2 separate regions of the Mus musculus genome follow, and region 2 is linked to region 1. Evidence: chromatin contacts called from public HiChIP or PLAC-seq data. All regions are on one chromosome and are shown on one strand. Each heading gives the region's core, a stretch centred on a gene start, on an enhancer-like site or on the middle of the called end of the contact. The rest is flanking DNA. Distances are from core to core; before and after follow the strand shown.

What was found. HiChIP or PLAC-seq counts read pairs in DNA pulled down with a chosen protein or histone mark.
Region 2: an H3K4me3 HiChIP or PLAC-seq map of stem cell-derived neural progenitor cells shows a contact between it and region 1, with 15 read pairs. The contact joins the promoter of 4930405H06Rik here to the enhancer-like site in region 1. A contact is called at or near these places in 8 of 39 promoter capture datasets (the C10 cell line, the HPC-7 cell line, cranial neural crest and 5 more), 1 of 15 datasets of contacts at CTCF or cohesin (the NIH/3T3 cell line), 2 of 484 Hi-C or Micro-C datasets (bone marrow-derived macrophages and nephron progenitors), 8 of 115 datasets of contacts at active chromatin or transcription factors (bone marrow-derived macrophages, embryonic basal ganglia, embryonic forebrain and 4 more) and 1 of 9 other capture datasets (liver).

Annotation. Positions count from the first base shown.
Region 1 is chr5:99,220,478-99,228,015 of GRCm38.p6, forward strand. It overlaps Rasgef1b (RasGEF domain family, member 1B), which reads right to left. Exons shown (of 14, transcript NM_181318.4): 10 at 7,511-7,538; 11 at 2,463-2,558; 12 at 1,841-1,964; 13 at 884-956. Among named protein-coding and RNA genes, the nearest start is that of Rasgef1b, 29 kb to the right of the region's middle. Within about 2 kb of position 3,819, at least 76 of the 459 cell types and tissues checked have an H3K27ac peak or open chromatin away from gene starts, as enhancers often do. A contact at or near this core is called in the NIH/3T3 cell line and stem cell-derived neural progenitor cells, where this site is marked.
Region 2 is chr5:99,608,264-99,615,620 of GRCm38.p6, forward strand. It overlaps 4930405H06Rik (a long non-coding RNA gene), which reads left to right and starts at 5,960. Exons shown (of 4, transcript XR_003955764.1): 1 at 5,960-7,357. All of the region lies in intron 1 of A930011G23Rik (RIKEN cDNA A930011G23 gene), which reads right to left.

The DNA of each region.
Region 1 (7,538 bases), core at 2,569-5,068:
AACCTTTGGAAGAGCAGTCAGTGCTCTTAACCTCTGAGCCATCTCTTCACACCCCAGTCTGAACTTTTAAACAAAGAAAAAAAAATTTTTTTTAAACTTGTTTGTTTTGTTGTACTATACAATGGGGTAATTTCAATTCCATATTCCATTACGTCATCAGGGAGGAACTGGAATCCTGCTATTATCTGCCACGGTAAAGAAGAAATAAAAGGCACCAAGAATTCCCAAGCCACAGTGATTCTGTAACCTGAAGGCAAGACTCTGAAGTGGAGATTCCTGGTTGCTTTGGAAACTCAGGTATATCACGTGATGTTTTTCTGGAAGCTGTCTTGTGAGAGGATGCTTTGTTGAAGCAGATGTTTAAGAGGGTGAGTGATATTTGGAAAGAGTATAAGGAGAACCCCACAGACAGCAAAAAGATGCTCTTGCATTGCCACACCTGCAATGTTTTGTTGGTCTTCACTTCACAGAGAGAAACTTGCCAAAGAACTTCTCACGGTATTCCAGCTGCTTCTGGCTGCTTCTGCTGACTCATACTGATCGGCAGAGCCTTGCTGTTTCTGCTGGATTGAGCCACTACTGCTGATTCATGTTTGGTGTTTGCTCTTTAGACTGAACTGACAACAGAGTGGAATCACCCCTAGGAACTACTTCTAAACAGGTCCACAAGACGCTTTCCCTATTAACATTTTTCTCCCCTACCTCTGGTTCGTGGGTTAGAAGGGAAGTTGAAACACTTAAGAACCCTAAATAAAGTAGGCTTTTAGACTCTGCCAAACAGGTCGGTGGGGCCTTCCTACAACAAGGCACGCATATGGCTTTCCTGAGGTAAAGCCAATGTTTCCTATAAAGTAGCACAATTATAAGAAGCATTGAGACTCACCTTAAAGACTTCCATCTGTCCTTCTCTATATTATTTTCGGGTCCTTCACTCTCGTATGAAGCCAAGTAGAGCGCTACAATCAACCAAAGGAGACAAAGGGTTACGATTGAAGCCATCTCCTGATACCATTAACCCCAGTGCTGAAAAGGCCTACTCAGCTTTGAGCCTATGCTCCAGTACACCCTTCAGATACACTGAGTTATCCTGAAGAACACAGAGCAGCTCTCTGCTTCTGACTAGCCATGGGCAACCCCATGGCTCTGAGCTGAGAAGGCCCTTAATTAATAAAGAATATATGAGGCAAGAAGCTTTCAAAATGCAAACTGTACTGTCCCGCCGCACACTCAGATTTATATTCTCTCTGAAAGGAAGGGCCATGCCTCTTTCCTGGCACCCTCGGCTCACTAACAGAAATCACGTGTAGATTGTTTAAATCCAAAAGATCTTTGAGAGCTTTTACATCTCAAGGTTGTAAAAGTTGTTGTTAATCTTATTTACAGAGATGAAAACAATCAGCTGCCTACCCCCAAACAGGCAATATGAATTCAAGATGTCTGCCAGCCATTACTGCAGATAGCGTCAACAAGTATGTAATCTCCCTACTAAGTGTTCTATGGACTACTTAGGAATTGTCCTACACATAGCCAGGCATTTCCTCTTCTTCCATTGTCCAGTGTTCTAACAGGTCAACACTATCCACACCTTTTTCAAATACCTTTTAACAGCTTCCCAATAGCATGCTTATCATTTGGCAGGACAGGCATTAGGAAAGATGTCTAATGTCCTATGTTTGGCTGATTACAAAGTGAAAACATTTTAGGGGTAAACTATAAGACTGTCCATGCAGCAGATGGAAAAGGTTGGATCAGCTCAGAGGCCTGGCATCATTCACGAGAGGCAGCCAAGTACCGGCATTCATCTGGGGGCATCTGGGGCAGGTACAAGCCAAAGACTCACCATCTTCACTGAATACAGGCACGGAGAGCAGGTATTGTAAGACCTTCCGGTCCCGCTCGAACGGACACTCCACCTGTTTCCATGTCATAAATTCACTCACTTGTTTGGCCAGTTCCCAAAATTTCTGAAAGAGAATTAAAGGATTTTAAGGGTAATGGTCAAGAATTATTGGGTTGCGGGGCACAATTCCATTTGAAAAGCACCCAGTTTGGGAACTTCAGAGTCATCGTCTCGTCCTCATTTAATAAGCACTGTGTTTGCTAGCTAGGGAATGGAAGATCACTCACATTCTCACAAGCGACAGTGCCACCGGGTGGAATGGCAGCTGTGCTATTTGGTGCTCTCATTTTCTTATAGACAGCAGGCCAATAGCAAGTTTATTCTGAGCTGCAGAATCGGCCTTGCTGCTAGGCTGGGGCACTGAGAAACAACGCCCTCTGGCTTTTGTTTTTAAGTTTTTAGTTTTTGAGACAGACTTTCATTATGTCACACTGCTGCCCTGAAATTCACTATGTAGACCAGACTGGCCTCAAACTTGGGGTAATCCTCCTGCCTCTGCCTCCTGAGTGTGCCACCAAGCCTGATCCTTACTGATATTCACATCCTACTTCGTTCCACTCACCTCAAAGTTGACATGGCCATTTGGAAGACGGTTGACACAGCCCTCGTTGAGGAAATAAATGTCTTTGATTAAGAGACTGAAGAATGGTATCACAATCTAGAAAGAAAAAGATTCAGAGTTTGTCTGGGTAAATAAATAGTCTCTTGTCACAGATAGAAGGGATACATGAGCAACGTTAACGTGCATTGCATGAAAGGCCACGGTGAATTATGGTGAATTACGGTACACTGTTCCTGTATGCTCCACGCTACACACTTCACTGCCTTCCACGGCTTAGCCTAGGATACAAATGTCACCAACACCTAAGCACAGTAGGGACCAGCATTGTTGGCAAGTGGATGGGTCAATACTTTTTGTTCAGATTTTCCTATTTTCTTCAATGTTTACTTTAGGTGCTGAAATAGAAGCACCTAAAAGAACTCTATTCATTTAGGGACCCCTTAATTATAGTAGTCTTAAAGGCACATGACCCATCTTCTTCCTATGCTCTATATTACCCCATCATTAGACATCTATGCTTGTTTGTTTGTTTGTTTGGTTGGTTGGTTTTATATTTTCCTCCTGACGCCATTTCTCAAGATAATGTGACAGCTGAAGGTTTTAAGTAGTTGTTACCGTCTGTGACAGCTGAAGGTTTTAAGCAGTTGTTACCATCTCCTGTAGAAGAAACCTGGCTACATGAGAGAGCGAGTCTTCACATGCTGCCCTGGAAAAGCCCCTTAGAAGAACCTTGCACTGTCTGTTGCCAGACAGATGCACTACAAGTGAGGGGGAGATGGAAATGTGTGAATTAAAATTAAAGACTTCAAAAGCCAATACGCTTCTGTAATGATACCTTCTTGGCCAGGATTCTGTGGTTTGATGAGGCGGTACTTTCCTGACTATCCTAGAGTAGCAATCTTTACAAGTATCCTGTATCGGACCCCTCCCGTCTCAATCAGCGATCGAAGTTCTGATACAGCCACTTTTATTTACTTTTTTCTCAAATGTGATATATTTGAAAAAGTTCTGCACTGTAAATAATTCGTCCAACAGATTATTTGGGGAATTCTGAAAACACCAAGATCAGGTCTTAGAAGTCTTCTAAGCTCATGACTCACGAATGAGAAAACAAACTTTTTGGCTCACGCACAAAGGGCAAGTGCCAACTCTCTCCTAGAGAGAAATTCAGATCTTTTCCCTGAAGTCTTTTTCAAAAAGCCAAAACACCTTTGATTAGTTCTGTTTCATTGATCCTTGAGAATAATCAAACGTATCTTCTGCTCCACTAGCACTTGCTCTTGTCTGCAGAGCGCCTGAAGCAGCATTCGCAAAGACTGTATGCACTTCCTTCTCCCTCTCCTGGTCCCGGCTCGGCTCGCATCTACACTGACCCTTGCCTCTTTCAAAGAACACTCGTAGGGCAAGGGGCTGGGCTATGGACTCCATCACACATCAGTTTAAGAACTGGCTCGACAGCTGGCTGGTAATAAAAGCTAGGGGCTGGCAAAATGTAAGGATTTTGTTTGTGCTTTGTTTTGCTTTAAATGTATGTGTTGTTATTCTTGGTATGGCCTCGGAGACACATACCTTACATTTTTAAGTGGCTGGCACAGGGCATCGAAAGAATAATACTGCAGGGGACATGAAAAATGTGAAACAGAAGTGACAGTGGCCACAGAGTTTCACTGGAGCGTGGCTATGCTCACTGATCCAGACACAGGCTGGTCTGCTCTCTGCTACTACCCAGGTTGTGGATGCACTTGTAAGACAATAAACACACATCCTGGGACAGCCCCAGGGAAGTGGGGGCGCAATGAAAATCAAGACATGGTAGTTTACAGTGCAACGGCTTCTAAAGGAGAGGCTCTGTGCTGTCCCAGTCCCAGGGCTGGGCTATGGGCCTCATTTACTGTCTTGTAGACTTAAGCCTGTGTTCTTGCCATGGCCATTAAATCGTGGGAGGCAGAAGGATTCCTTCTGGGAGTTTTGTATTCAGTGTCCCTACAAGATGCTCGACTACTGAGTCATTCTTCCAGGAACACAGAAACACAGCCAGCCTAATGTGGGGCACTTGGCTGCTCTATTTCTCATGCTTATGACAAGAAGAGAATCTCAGACTTTAACCCCTTAATCGCTCCTGAGAGTGCCCATCAGTTTTACACAAGGAACTGAACGGTGCAGAATATAAGAACTCAAGGGTTTTGTGAGGTAAGTAAAGGGATTATGTCTTGTTTCTCTTAGGTCTTGCCACTATCATTAGTGGGAAAACTAAGTAGCAACATATACTATATATATAATATAGCCATATAAAAACTATGTGTATATATACATATATATTCTACAGCCATATATAAACTAATATGTATACATATATATTATATAACTATATATAAGCTATATTATATAGCCATATATTCTATAACCATATATATATATATATATACTATCATGTTGAATCATGTATTCCTCCTGGCTGGCCCTCAAAATCACTATGTAGTCAAGGATAACCTTAGACATCTCTAATCCTCCTGAGTGCTGGGATTTCGGGCATGTACTGCCTCATGTGGTTCTGTGGAAAGCTGGGGACTGAACTCCACTCTTTTTGTGCAACCTAGGCAAGGACTCCACCAACTGAGCTACAACACAAATTTCCCCTTTAAAAATATTCTGAACGCTGGGGCTGGACAAATGGCTCGGCAGTTAAGAGCACTGACTGCTCTTCCAGAGGTCCTGAGTTCAATTCCCAGCACCCACATGGTGACTCACAACCATCTGTAATGGGATCCGATGCCCTGTTCTGACATCCAGGCGTACATGCAGACAGAATAATATATATTCTGACTTCATTTTAGGCTTGATAATCCTAGCTACTAAAGGCCTGCCTGGGCTACGTGGTGAATTCTTCTTTAAAAACAAACCAGTGCAAACCGGTGAAATGGCAGCTGGGATATCTTAGAGATGAATGCTAGAGAGCTTGTCTGGTAGGTATAAAAGCTCCAGGATCAACCCCCAGTACTGTAAGCGTGAACTGCTGCTAATTCAGGATCAGCCTTCTTTCTTTAAGGCATCGTCAGTTCCACGTCTAGAAATCAATGCTAATGAGGAGGACCATGTTTGCAGAAACACAAATAGGATCGGGAAGGGACTGGAAACCAAGTAACCATGTGAGAGACGCATGGTTAAGAACAGAGTCTCCGAGTACCCACAGGGAGCAGACTATTTAGAAAGCACTTAAGGGCTCCTGCACGGAAGACAGATTTGATTTGCACCATAATAGGTACCTGGAAATGCACTGCTCTGACCACATAAACTTGAGATTCGGAAAGGATCAAAGACCATTATTTGAAAGGCACTGCCAGGGAGACTGTAAAATGGGCAGTTACTTTGGAATAAAGAAAGTACTCCCTCAGCTCGAAATGAGGAAAATAATCTCATTTTTTAAAATAACAGGAGAGGTCTGGCCAGACATGTTTTTATTTCTTATCTTTTGAGGCCAATTATGAGAAAGGAACGGTTAACTTCTTCAGATGGTTGTAATTACAGTTGTTCCATCAACTGCAGGCACAGCCTATAAATTTATATAGAACGCCCTCTTACAAATAAAGCAAGATGAAATGTCTAAGTGGCATAGGTGTAAATAATTGTTTGTTTTCCTTTCTGGGGACAGCTGTTAAAGTTGCACAAGTGACAGTGGCTTCTCTTGGTGGCTGCTGTCAGAGCCCTCTGACAGACAGGACTCCATACTGCCTCCCTCCCTCACCAAGGGCCATGTGGTGTCTGGTGTCCACCATAGGGAGATGTGGGGTGGTCTCACAGCTTCCCTGCACCCCCAGCTCAGGGTGTCGGGGTCCTCCCTCCATGATCACTAGGAAGCGTAACCCACTTCAGATTGGCTCTTTTCAGCAAAATATAAAAGCAAGCACACTGCCTCGCATCCATCCGGAGGTTTCCCCAGTTAAAAGTCAAAGTTAATGCATTTACAATGTTTCTCGGATGTCACCGGAGCCGGAAATTGTGTTGTGGTGGTAGAAATGTCAGATCTTTAAAAGGAGTTTTTGCCTTAGCTCATTAGTCCTGATGATTCTGTGGGGAAATGACTTAGAAGTCAGGGAATATTTTCCTCCCGTTTTTTTCAAGCTGGTTGAAAATACCATTTAACACGGGGGCAGAATTTAAAAGTTGATAGCCACCACTAAGAAATCAGCATTAGTGGTTGTAGAAATGGCTCAGCAGTGAAAAGGACTGTCTGCTCTTCCAGAGGGCCCCGGTTCAATTCCCAGCACCCACATGGCAGCTCACAACGGTCTATAACTCCTGTTCCAAGGATCTGACACCTCACACAGACATACACGCAGGCAAACCGCCAGTGCACGTAAAGTAAAAATGAATACCTCTTCAAAAGAAAAAAGGCAGCATTAACTGTTGTCATAACTGAACATTTACTTCTCAAACTCCGTGACAGACAATCTGTCCTTCCTCTGAGAGAAACTGAGACAGAAATGTTTCTCAGAGTCCAGAACTTGTGGTACAACGAGAGGGGGAAGAGAGGACAGGATCATTAATTTTTTTTAGATACTGCCCCTGTATTTTTTGAGCCACCTACATATCCAATTAGTCACAGCAGGCCTAATGCCATAGCAACTAACCTACTTTCTGAGAATAAACGGCTTGACTGTGGGAGGTAAGCTAATTCTTTTGAAAGAAAGGTTACATTAAGGGAACCACCTTATGCAGAACTTAAATGTCTTTTTCCCATTAAACCAAATTACTCTCTAATGCTATTAGTCACCTTATCACATGACTTAACTCACTGCCTGAAGTCCAACCAACACGCACTACAGAACACATCAGAAACGGAATAATACAAATCATATCATGTACAAATACACAGTGCTACCCCTCGCCAGTTCTCTTTGTCCATTGTCCAAGCTCCTCTTCCTCATGGCCTACTCCTCCCGAGGGATAAGGTAAGTGCGCGTCTCTTAGGTCTGAGCAGGTAAATGCAAGGCCGGGTAGTAGTTTACATCCGGACAAGTCTATAATAAGCAACGCTTCCCGCAGCTCACCTTCTCTCTGCTACTGTGAGCAGTCAGG
Region 2 (7,357 bases), core at 4,710-7,209, 390 kb after region 1:
CCCCTCCTCCTCTCCTTTCCCTCTCTCTCCCCTCCCCCTCCCTTGTCCCCTCTCTGTCTCTGTCTCTCTCTCTCTCTCTGTGTCTGTCTCTCATATATATTGAGTTTATATATATATATATATATATATATATGGGGTATCTGTGTGTGTATGTATACACACACATATACACATATAAATAAATAAAAGAGTTCATGCATAGCATCACTTAGCAAAACTGTAATAAATTTTCAAAAGAAAATTCTTTTAATATAAAGTCTACAGTACCAAATGGGTATCAGACATCATTCTTAGCCTTAAATGTGCTCAGTGGCCTCCACTGAAGATATTAATCAGAAAACATCTCCACCTCATCGTCTCCTGTAAAAGAGGTGAGTGCAGGCTCTCCTTGGGTTAATTCAGTTTTGTTTATGCCATGATTGCGGGTCAAGTTTAAAATGTAGGTTAACGTAGTGGGTACTTTCATAAGTATCCCAACTGTGTTGAAATATGAAAAGTAGCAATGCGGGAAGGGCTCTCGCGTGTCTTGTGTCAGCGTGACTGCTACAGACTCAAAACCGTTTGGTCATCTGATAGTCAACAACAACCTTACAGATGAAAATGCTGTTGGAACTTACAAGTAAGAAAACGGAGACTTAGAGAAGCCACATGGCAGAAAAGGCTAACTACCCTAACACCCATACCACACCCATCCTTATGCTGATCCGGCTTCTAAGGAAGTTGTCAGGAACCACACCCCCCAGTAACTAAGGAGGAATCTCGAGGTTCATTCTAGTTAAGTGGGCACATGTAAGTGTAGGAGCCACTCGTACTTCCTTCATGGTCTCTCGTATGAAGAAGACTGTGAAGACCTAGCGGGAAGCATGGTGCCCGCGAAGGAGCCCAAGCCCATGAATCACCATGCAGAAAGCGGTCCTCGACCATGAGCACAGCATCACACCGTTTTATGAGTAATAGCTAGATAATGAAACCGGATTTCTATTTATACAGCCGTGTTTTCCCATTTCACTGAATGCTATTGGAGTGATCATAACTAGCTAAGGGCATACTCGGTACTTGGGATGTAAAGAGATATTCAGCAAATACTCCTAGAAGCTGCAGGTATTCTAAAGAAGAGAGGTTGTGTAAAGATGGGGAGGGAGATGGGCTCCCCTGTTCTCATTCACAGCCCCTTCGCTGTGGAGATACCATAATTCATGGGGCAATATATTTTACTTATCTTCGCTAAACTTATTACACTAATACAAACTCTTCCCATGCAGATTTTCTGATATATAGATACTTGTCTGGGGGAGGGGTGAAAAAATCCCCCAAATCAATTCTAGAGAGAAGGGTGGCTGGAACTTAAAGTCAATGGATTCAGTAATTAATAGATAAATCACTGAAAATGATATTTTACAGCTGAGCATTGTTGTCTTTTGTATTAAAAAAACTGATTAATAGATTCTAAAATATAAGCCTACACATAAGAAAAAAAATGTTTTCTTTATCCGAGTCTAAATGTTATGAGAAAAACTAAGGTTTCTTTTTTTGTTGTTTTGTTTTTTTGTTCTTAATCTCATTAATAAAATAAAATTTTAAGCAAGCTCGAGTACAATTTTACCAGTTTGAGAAAAAAAAAAAAAAAAAAAAAAACAGGGCAAGCAAATGTAAACAGTGAAGTTGTCCAGAAGGGGAGAGATGGGAAGGAGTAAGTAGCCATGTCTTTTGTAGTTAGGGTCCAAGAAAGCAGGTAGGTTCTACAGTGGAGGCCCAGAGGCCAGCAAGCTGATGCAAGGGGGAAAGATACGAGGGGACCCAGAGAAAGAGTGGGAAAGCTCAGAGGTGAGGGTAAAGATGCTTAGGCTATTGGCCAGGATCCAAAAGAAGAAAAAGAAAAGGTTGTGCTTTCCTGAGTTGGAGCCTCCACATCAGACAAGCCTATGGTAACACTGTGAGTGGCTACCTGCTGGCGCCAGAGAAGGCTAAAGGGATTAACTCCTTGAAGGGATAATTATTCCTCATCTCAATGGGTCTTTAGGTTAACGGGTTTTCCTGAAGAGTGCACTCCTACCCAGGTTATTGACAGGTCGGGCTGGGTTAACTCTAAAGGAAGCAGAAAATAAATCGGATGCCGTGTTCTGATACTTGGACCAATTCAGAATGTCACGTGTCTGCCCAGAGCCAAAGGTATTCTACTGTCTTGACCTGGGGATCTGCGGAGGAGCAAAGCTCCGTTTGAGGGGTGGGGTCCAAAGCTGACCGTGAGGGAGAGATTATGTAATGCCTTCTATGGCTTTTCCCCCACCCCCAACTTTAGGAACGTTATTTTCTTTCCACCTTTCCGCTTTGCGTAGGTATCTGCAGAGCAGCTCAGGGGCACTCAGTGGTGGCTCCAACAGGAGCTGTGTGAGCTGCTCCGTGGCCGGCTGGGCACTCCAATCTTCAATAGGAAACTGCTAGGTGGCTTACAAAGGACACCTGCTACCCCCAAAACCAGTCTGCCACCTCAGGCAAAATACCAGTGAACTCGGAAACTGGCGCTGGCGCGACCCATTTGGTTTGCCCTGAAATGCCTCCGTGGTCACAGCCTTCTCAGCGGCAGCCTGCTCTTCCGAACCTCCTCTGGGTCTCTGTAGAAGTAGAGATCAGGTGTGACCTCCCACTGGTACTCCTGACTCACACGCAGAGTACTTCCCGGATTGACATCTATGACATCAGATCCACTGAGTGAGCTCCCCTGTTGCAAGGGCAATGTCCACATAGTGCAGAGGAAAGTCTGCGGTACATGGAGCCATATTGAGCAGGTTGGTATAGAGGTCTCTCGGAGGTGCTGGTAGTCAGCCCTGGGATCAGTCACCACTAGAAGCCAATGGCTCCTTGAAATCTCCTTGGATCTGGAGGGACTCCAGTGGCAGCCCCAAACTTCAGCACAGCTCGCTCTGTGTGTTCCTGAAGGAGATGGCAACGCTAACGTCAGCAGAGTTCTCGATGGCAACAATAGAGCAAGCTATGAGCAGCAGCTTCTCCCAGGTCCTCTTCAGATTTATGATGTAGATACCATCACTTTTCCTTGTGTAGATGAACTGCTCCATCTGACAGTCAAGGTAGGTGCCACCCAAGTGGGTTCCTGCGGCAAGGAATTTGAGAACATCCTCCTTCATCTGCAGGATATCAAGGGCTCTGGACATGGTGTAAGTTTACCTTTAACTTACAGCAGGAATCAAGAACTATGCTGTATGTAGTTCCCTGGGCAGTGCGAGAAGCCCCTTCTATGGCTTCTAATCCCTGTGTAGCTAGGTAACATCCCCCATTTGACAGTTGAGACCCCCAAAGTCATTTAAGAGATGTGATGAATGACTATGGGGAACAGATATGACCATTCATAACATAAAAATCCAGAGATCGGTTGAGAGTGTGCACTGGAGTCCCAGCACAGTATGCACATAACTTCCAGGCAGGCCTGCTCACTTAGAAGAGATGCCCCTTCTGGCATTCCTGTCCACTAGCTAGGACAAGATCCTATTTTGAGGTCTCTATTATAAACTGCCCAACACGGAGAAACCTCCTGTCCGCCCCATAAAGGTAAGCTGTGTTCTTGTGTAAAGACATAGACCACTGGAGCAGATGATGTGAGGACCACACATCTTCTAGGCACACTGCCTCTCTCCCTCTCCGTCAACATTGTTGCAAACCCTGAAGCTGGCTCCAGAAGTTCCCTTTCCTCTTTCAGGCATATGCATCCGCTGGAAGGAAACTTGTTCCTGCTTTGGCCTTTCATCCTTCTCTCTCACACATCTCCCCACCTCTGCCCACACATCATCACCTACATTCACTTTGTATTCCAAGCAATGCCAACTCTTCTTTTAAAAGAAACTCTTCCTGTAGCTAAGACCTTGTCCCCTTAAGGGACAAGACAGAGAGAGTGATCTGGGGTGGCTGGGGCCTTTTAAAGGAAGCGTGCATCATCTCTAGGGAGCACAGTGGACATGAACCCTGGGTGGCGGCATAGGCTGCTCCTATGTCATCAAGGCAAGGGCAGCCTGGCGGAGTGCCAAATTTACACCATCTTTTTTTCTCCATGTCCCAGAAAAATATTCTTAACACATAGAATCTAAAGGAAAACACCCAATGAGCTACCAGTTAATATGTCCCTTTCTGGGTGATCTTCTGGGGCCTTGTGACAAAAGGTCTTTCAAAGAAGAGGCTGAGGAGATGGCTCAGTCAGAGAAGTGTCTGGCACGCAAGCATGAAGACCTGAGTTTGGACCCTCAACATTTACACAAAGATTAAGTGTAGACTCCATGCATGGATTCGGTAAGCAAAGACAAGCAGATCAGATCACTAGAGCTGCTTGGCCAACTGGTTGATGAACTCCAGGGTAAATGAGAGACCTTGTCTCCAGAAATAATACAAAGAGCAGTCAAGGAAGACACTCAACCCTGACCTCTAGTGTCTACATGCAAGCATGTGCACGCACAGATATGTGCACATACACCTGTGTATACACACACAACACACATACACGTGCACACACACACACCTTGTGGAACTAGAGAGATTTAGAGATAGGCAACATAGCATGGGCCTGAAGAAAGCATCCAGGATTCAGAGCAGAGAGAGAGCTGGAACTTGCTGTGAGTGATTCACCTTTATAAACATCTCTGAGCTCAGCACCAGCCTCCTTGCCTTTAAAGAGAGATTAATACCTCTTAATAATAATAATAATAATAATAATAATAATAATAATAATAATAAAGAGTTAAGGAGAAGAAAGATCTTTTTAAAAAGCTATTTTGTTGAAGGAATCTCTCTCTAGCGATTTAATGGGTCATAGAAATAGTTCATTTGTCTGAAGTAATCTGAGTGGGTAGGGAAGTGGGGGGGGAGGGTATGGGGGGCTTTTGGGATAGCATTGGAAATGTAATTGAGGAAAATATGTAATAAAAATATTTTTAAAAAATGACAAAGGAGGGATTAACCCTCAGAACAAAACAGCACACACCCTTCTAAATCCACGCTTCCCCAGAGCAAGGGAGTGAACTCTGAGACCTGCTGCACTTAACCCCGTGCCCTTTGCTCTGGCGACCTTGTTCTGAACAGCCGAAAAACCCTTCTTCCCTTTGGGATCAGGAGGGCAACGGCAGATTGTATGCTCCCAAGCCATGAACAATGTGGAGAAGTGTCTCCTGTCACCACGGTGCTCATTAACCGCCCTTATGAGGCAAGTCACCGGGAGAAAGTGCCTCTTCTAAGCTTCAGGACGGAAGCCAAGCCGCTTACAGAGATGCAGGAGAGCCGGACAGAGTCTCCCGCTGTTCCATCAGCCAGCTCCGGGCTTCCCTGGGAGCCAGTGCTCCCTCCGAGAGCTTTATTATTCTGTCAGTTGTGGCTCCCTCTGCTCTCATTAATGCATGTCCTGGGGTCCTCGCTTCAGAAGCTGAGGCAGCATTCTTCAAGACGGCGCTCCTAATTGATGGAGGAGGGCCGGGAGGTGCACATTCAAGCAGAAGCAAATGTTTACACAGTCCGTTCCTCTTCTCAGCAATGTTCACCAGACCCCCGGGGCACAGTTTCCAGGAATGTGTGGCTGCCTGTCTGCCCACACCCAGCCATCTGCATAGGCTCCGCATCCCTGCAGAATAGGTTAAAAGGAGCAGAGATCCCCAAGTCACACTGCCAGAAACTGAACCCTGAAGTGCACAGACTTGGGTAGGTCGCCTCACTTACTGATGCCCAAGCTGTAAAGTAGCCGGCACCTAGGATTGTTATAAAGAACACACGACCTGTGGTATGTAAAGCACTTGTCAGGCACCTTAGCTGACACAAAGTAACCATCGATGTCAATTACACCCACCGTACCTTCTGACCTCCTGTAATGCAGTTCCTGTTTGTATCTCCCCCACAACGCCACCATCTGTCAGAGAGCAGAATCATACTTTCCCTCCACACCAGCCACTACAGCTCCTGGTAGGGTTTCTGTTGATTTAGACGCCACTAGAATGCTGAGCCTTTCACCCCTGGTCACCCCTGCACTCGGGGCTCCTGTGCTGAAAGGCTGGGAGACACACAGTTATTCCCTATTGTAGTCTGAGCCTGATGTGATCAGAAGACATGATTTTGTTGTTGTTGTTGCTGCTGCTGCTGCTGCTGTTGTTGTTAAAAGGGAAGAAAGAAATCCCCACTGTACCAATGGGAGATGAAAAGCTCAGCAAGGTAATTTTCAGCCTTAATCAAGCGCACCCATTGTTTCCTTAACGTGAGATAGAGTGTCTTCCTAAGATCTGTGTGTCAGCTTTCAGCAGACAAGGGGAGAGAGAGAGAGAGAGAGAGAGAGAGAGAGAGAGAGAGACTGACTTTCCATATAGCAACTTACTCAGGCATACATGATAATGCCCCATTTTACAATTTAAAGTGACGATTGGCTTGGATTTTCAGTTTCTAGATAGCAGGTATTTCCAATCTCCCTGTTCTTGGAATACAAATCACTCCAGTATGAAGGGATCTGAGGGCCAGCCTCAGAAGATGGATAGAGGAATAGAGACGGAGGAGATGGTGTCCCAGAGAGGAGGAGGGACAGGAAAGTGTCTGTGAAGGAGGATGCTCATGAGAACTGAACTGGAGATGGCTGGTGCACCAAGGCAGTCTCCACAGCTGGAGTGCTGCTGGATCTGGCCATCCTCCCTTATCCCTGCAGGACACCGAGAGGGGACAGATGCACCGGAGGGAAGATGGAGGTGAGGCGTGCAAATGAAGACAGGGAGATGGAGTGAGCATCTGTAGACTGCATAGGAAGAGATTCCTGGCACTGGAAGGGGTTGTCTCCAGGGCAGTTGAACCAAGTGCAGGCAAGAGTACTATGAGCTCTGGTAAATTAGTCCCCGGTGAAGAGCAGCAGTAGACTGCTGCCTTCCATCGAAGGCCAACCCTGGAGAGTCCAATGAGCAGACAACCTTCCTTTCAGCTTTCTAAAGGGTTCTATCTTTAGATATGAATGGACAGCCAAGGATGCCTGGAGTTTTAGGAAAGCATGCAAGATTAAAGTAAGATGAGCAAAGAATTGAGAAGACAAAAGGAATCCATGCAATGAGACATAGTGCAGAAAGAAAAGAAGAAATTTTCCATGATGTCACAATCAGTTTCAGAAAGTCTGAAGTCTTACTCTCAGTCACTCCAGAGCCTCCTAGCCGGCCAACGAGCTGCGTGTAGCCACACATGGGACACGGACACCACTCCCTCTGGGGCCCAGGAAATATCTCAGAGCAGCAGAGTAGTAAAAGATAGGGAAGGAAGGAGGATTAGGGATATGTAACAAAAAAAGATATTTTCTGGATATGACACGGCTATTCTACTCATGAATCTAATGTAGCTCTGGTGA